2 separate regions of the Xenopus tropicalis genome follow, and region 1 is linked to region 2. The links are chromatin contacts, called in public Hi-C maps. All regions are on one chromosome and are shown on one strand. The core of a region is the stretch at or near the end of the contact, and the rest is flanking DNA. Distances in the headings are between cores, read along the strand shown.

Region 1 (2,721 bases), core at 197-2,696, 43 kb after region 2:
ATGCATTCATAATGCCCCCCAACCATTCAACTGCCATAATGCACCCCAACTGGTACCTCAACTCTTCCAATGTCATAATGCACCCCGATGTATTCTTTAACCCTTCCACTGCCATAATGCACCCCGATTTATGCTTTAACCCTTCCACTGACATACTGCACCCCAATGTATTCCTTAACCCTTTCACTGATATAATGCACCCCAATGAAAGCCTTAACTCTTCCACTGACCTACTGCACCCCAGTGCATGTCTTAACCCTTTCACTGACATAATTCACCCCAATGTATGCCTTAACTCTTCCACTGACATAATTCACCCCAATGTATGCCTTAACTCTTCCACTGACATACTGCACCTCAATGTATTCCTTAATCCATTCACTGACACTACGTACCCCAATGTATGCCTTAACTCTTCCACTGACATACTGCACCTCAATGTATTCCTTAACCCTTTTACTGACACAACGTACCCCAATGTATGCCTTAACTCTTCCACTGATATACTGCACCTCAATGTATTCCTTAAGCCTTTCACTTATAATGTAAGAAACTGTCATTATTTCATGACATTGCAGCATACAGGAATATAACATTTCCCATGATTACAGTTCTAAGTAGGTGTAGTTGCAAACAAAAGCAGCGTGTGCCTTTCTATTCTCTGCATTTGACTCTTGACACAATGTAGCAGAAGTGAGCTCTCTTGCAGGTCTGTTAACCAGCTGTTTCTGTTACACTGTTTCAAGAGTCGGAACCAAGAGTGCAAACAATGCAAACAACCAGGGAGTCCTTAGTGTATTTCTTAATCCTTATACTGACAAAGGCACATGAGCCACCTAATGAACTGTCTAACTGTTCAACAGACAAAACTCCCCCAATTACAACAGCATAAAGTGGCTGAATAGAACACACAGGACTCATACTCAGAAACAAGAGAGACCTATAGGAAAGTATCCTGTATCTGACTAATGCACATTAATGGAGCAGACCTTGGAAAAAGCTGATCATTACATGGAAAGGCTAGTGGGGGTGATGGGAGTTGTAGTTCCGCCAATACCAGCTGCCTGTCAGTGCCCGGTTAGGACAAGTGCCTTGGCACTGCAGGGGGCTCCCAGTGTCCCACCCTCCCCTATGTAATACCTGGGGATGCAGCTGGGGCTGGAACCGTCTATTTCCCAGGTAGCAAAGAGGTTCATAGGCACTGGCCTGTTCAGTGCCCCCGGGAAGCTCAGCCTGCCCTTGTCCGCCATGCTCGCTGCCACCTCCTCCTCCTCCCGAACAGCGGAGGGATGCCGCCTGCCTCAGGGCGGAGGACACACGCCGGGTCCCCCGGTCACATCTCCCACTGCTCTCCGCTCCTCCTACTGCGCGCTCTAGAGCCCCAGTGAGCGCGTCCCAGGCGCGTCCCCGCTGCCAATAGAATGACACCGCAGGAGGCCTCCACTTTTTTTTTTTTTTTTTTATCTTTCAATATAAATGCTTTATTGACAATAAACGCTAAGGAATCAGTGCACTGCTCTCTGATTGGCTCGTCCCTTTCCCTGCTCCCCTTCTTTGCTTCAGCGCACACCCGACTATCCTCCGTTTTCCAATTGGTCATTTTTGTTGGCCAATCGCTGTGTCCGCAAGAATCTTGTCGCTGTTATTACCCTCAGGGGGCTGGGGAAGCGGAAGTGGGGTTGTTATGGCACTGATTAGAGATATATTGCTATACAGTGTTAATGTTCTGAAAGCTTGCTATGGTTATCTTAGTTAGCCAATAAAGGGATCACCTTTATACCACTTTTGTTATTTTTTATTTCAAAAGGGTTACCCTGTAAACATATACAGTGTTACAGACAGTATCTCCTTTCAATATAATAAATATAATACATATAAATGTATTACATTTCTGTCTATTCGGTCGGTGCACATGTAATTGCTATGGAAAACAGTATTTGTTTATCACTTTAGGGTCTCTGGTTGTGGCTTCAGCTACATTCTTGAGAAACCAGGACCAGAAGTTCAGACTATATAAACATTTTTTTTTTCCATTGTGCAATAATCAGTGTGTGGGTAGAGTTGCCCTTTAATCTGCCTGCATGTTTTTGGCGGGTGAGTTGCAGATATTTTGCTTTTAGGGTAGGACAGTTCAGGAACAATTGCCCCTGGTGGAAACAAGCATTCGCTTGTGTACCAAGAAATGTGAAATACGTATATAAGGGACAGCAATGTCCTACCTGAAGGCCTACATACTGCTGCCTTTCAGCGACATTTAAAGGGACGATGAGTGTTGTAATTCAACAGCTTGGGATGGGTCATCAGTTTGTGGCTCATCTATTCCTGTAATGCCCAGGGGCCCTTGGTTTCTAATTTGGGCACTGTTTATTCTAAAACTGAGGTTACATTCTAGTGGCTTCCCTTAGGCCAGGGGTGGGCAAACTTTTTAGCTCAGGGGCCACATTAACTAACATACGGGCCGGACCGGGCCGGGACAGCGTTACGCCCAGGGCTGCCATCAAAAATGATGGGGCCTCTCAGCTCCCCCCCAGCGACCCGCTGCTTCCTCCGTCCCATCCTTCTGTTCCCCGGCTCCCCAGTGCATTCTTTTATATGGTTGCGCCCCGTGCGTGCTGACGCTGTGTGCACACACGGGGCGCAACCAATCAGGGCCCGTCATTCTTTTAAGGGGGCCGGATTGAAAGGGCTGACGGGCCGGATGTGGCCCGCGGGCCGTAGTTT
Region 2 (2,705 bases), core at 97-2,596:
GCACTATTCCCCCCACCCAGTGGCTTTATTCATAGACTCCCTGTATACCAAGCACAATAACAATATAATTGATCTAAGGAGGAAAGGGAGAAAGTAAAATATTTAACCAAGTGTTAACTAAACATGGAGTAGGTATAAAAATACAGCAGTAATTTTCTGCCAACAAGAGTGATGCAATATTCTAAGTATAAATACGCTTATTTTAGCCTCGCTGACTGGATGATTACAGGCGACAGTTAGAGGCATTACAGCAGTCAGCTACAACTGCAACCACAAAACTCTGAGAAGCTGCTCCTCCTCTATGTAAGTCCCAGTGTTTCACAATAGCCCCCAATGGCACTAAGGGGGGCAGACTTGGCATCAGGGCAACAAGGATAACATGGCAGGTAAATCTCTGGAAAGTGATAGGCCAAACAGGTATACAGATAACTGCATTCAAGTAGCTTGTAAGCTCAGAGGGCAGGGGCGGCAGATAATATATCATAAACTGCTGGGAGCAATGGCACACAGGGCACTCTGTATGACAGGACCTGCAGCTTAGACAGAAGGCAACACTGTGCAACACTTTCATTTAGTGACAGCGGGCTGTGATGCATACACAGTTGGGCACAAGTCTTTGCAATCCATTTAGGGGTGGCCTATTTTCTATAATGAACTTATTGCACTTGCCTAAAGTTTCAGCATCTCTATAAGATTAATGATCCAAGCATTCAAAATTGACATGGGGGGGGGGGGGGGGGAGTGTCACCATATTAGGAGTCAGTGGCATTGCACATGCTCAGTGTGCTCTGAGCAGCTAATGAGAAGCTAAGCTTAGGGGTTGTTGCAAATTATCAGGCAGAAAATAAGTTTCAATATCATAGAAGTTGATGCTACAGGGCTGAATATTACAATCCTGATGCTAGCTGCACTGATTTCTGAGCTGCCATGTAGTAATTATCTGTATTATTTACTAATCAGCAGTTTATAGTGACATTTATGTTCTATATATACAGTATATTGTGCGTCGGCCCCTAAGCTCAGGTAAGTGACAGCAGCACAGAGATATGCAGGGAATCAGCAGAAAAGAAGATGGGGTGCTATTGGGGCATCTTTAGGGGCACAGATCTTCCCTGCTAAAGGGCTGCGGTTGCCTTGGGCTGGTACAGAACAAAACATAATGTACAGTATTTCTAACCTAATTATTTGTTATGCTTTGTTAAGAAAATGACAACTATGTTAAAATGGAATGGAACTGTTAGGGCTGTACCACAAACAATGCCCCTTTGTTGGGACGGACAATGCCACAAGGCTCCTTTATGAGAGTGTGAGCCCGAGAGACACAGAAGAGGATGTGCAGGTACCAGAAACATAAACGCACGTTGTTTTGACAGCAAACAAAGAACAAGGAGAAGGCTCTTGGCTATGAGATCACTTGGACATGTTGCTCATCCCATGGATTGTTCGGGGGCAGCAGCTGGTAAAACAGAATGGAGGCCGGGATAGAAGCCGCAGAGCAACTGGTACTGAGGCCCCGGACAATGAGGGCTGTATCAGGGGAGGGAATGCGGGGGGACCTTCGGCAGCTGTAAGGGATTCATTGTCTGCTCCGCACACGGGAACGTAGGAACATTCTAGCAACTTCACAAAGTGCTGACAAGTCAATTTTAACAGCTGCACAACAGGGTCCTAATAAGTAGTAAAACTGCCTCAAAAACACTGCCCCATGGCCAAACTAAACAGGGAAACAGTGCATTTGGGAGTTGGTGTATAAGGAAAGGACATTGCTCTCATTGAGGCCAAACTCACGATGTGCCACACAATTATCCGAATTTCTCATGTACAGCGCTGTGTACATAAGTAGCGCTTTATAAATAAAGATATACATACATACATACCCAGACACACTAAGCACTGCCTGTACACACCTTTCAAATGGGGGTCCCTGACCCCAGCAACCAGAAACCTTCTTCTGTGTGAGGCTTATTTTATTGTTCTTTACTTATCCTTCTGCACCTTCCAGTCACCCATTCAAACCACTGCCTGGTTGCCAGGGTAAACTGAACCCTAGCAACCAGATTGCTACTAAAACCACAGAGCTGCCACACAACAAAAAGCTACGTGTGTCCCCCAGAATATCACTACATATATTAAAATTATTTTAAAGGGGAACTACCCCTTTTAAGCTTGTAAATAGCCTTTGCCCATAAGCGGGTATCAGTATATAGGGGTGCTGTGGAACTCTTCATGTACCGCAGCTAAAGTTCTGCTCACTCCATCATTATTACACAACTTATGGCTCATCTCTGAGTTTAACTGTCCTCTCTGGGGGAAAAAACTTTATAGAGATATCCCAGACATGACAGTTAAGCTCAGAAATGAGTATGATATAGCATGATGTAGACAATATATTTTGAGACAATTTGTAGTTTGCCTTTTTTATTCTATATGTTGTGTTTTTTTATTATTAAGCTTTTTGTTCAGATGCTCTGTGGTATAAATGAACTGATATGAAGTTATTAATGGTGGTCCTAGGAGCTCTTTTGCAATGTATAGTCATTTTTTATTCTTTGTGGTTTCTGAGATATTAGGAGTTTTAGACAGTCTTTTGACTATTAACATCATGAAAATCACATGGTAATACAGAGCAAATTGGCAATGGAGGTGATCATAGTTGTGTGGTGATGATATGTGAGGGTTAATTGTGTAAATTACGTGTATATGGT

What was found. A called contact is a pair of places that touch in the nucleus more often than the background predicts.
Region 1: a contact with region 2 is called in a Hi-C map of liver, with 5 times the contacts expected there. The contact joins the promoter of pacs2 here to the enhancer-like site in region 2. A contact is called at or near these places in 5 of 5 Hi-C or Micro-C datasets (brain, gastrula embryo, liver and 2 more).

What each region holds. Positions count from the first base shown.
Region 1 is chr8:115,858,848-115,861,568 of UCB_Xtro_10.0, forward strand. pacs2 (phosphofurin acidic cluster sorting protein 2) reads right to left here and starts at 1,447. Exons shown (of 25, transcript XM_012969051.3): 1 at 1,141-1,447. The coding sequence starts at 1,250.
Region 2 is chr8:115,816,320-115,819,024 of UCB_Xtro_10.0, forward strand. All of the region lies in intron 1 of pacs2 (phosphofurin acidic cluster sorting protein 2), which reads right to left. Among named protein-coding and RNA genes, the nearest start is that of pacs2, 43 kb to the right of the region's middle. Within about 2 kb of position 1,347, at least 5 of the 11 cell types and tissues checked have an H3K27ac peak or open chromatin away from gene starts, as enhancers often do. A contact at or near this core is called in gastrula embryo, liver and neurula embryo, where this site is marked.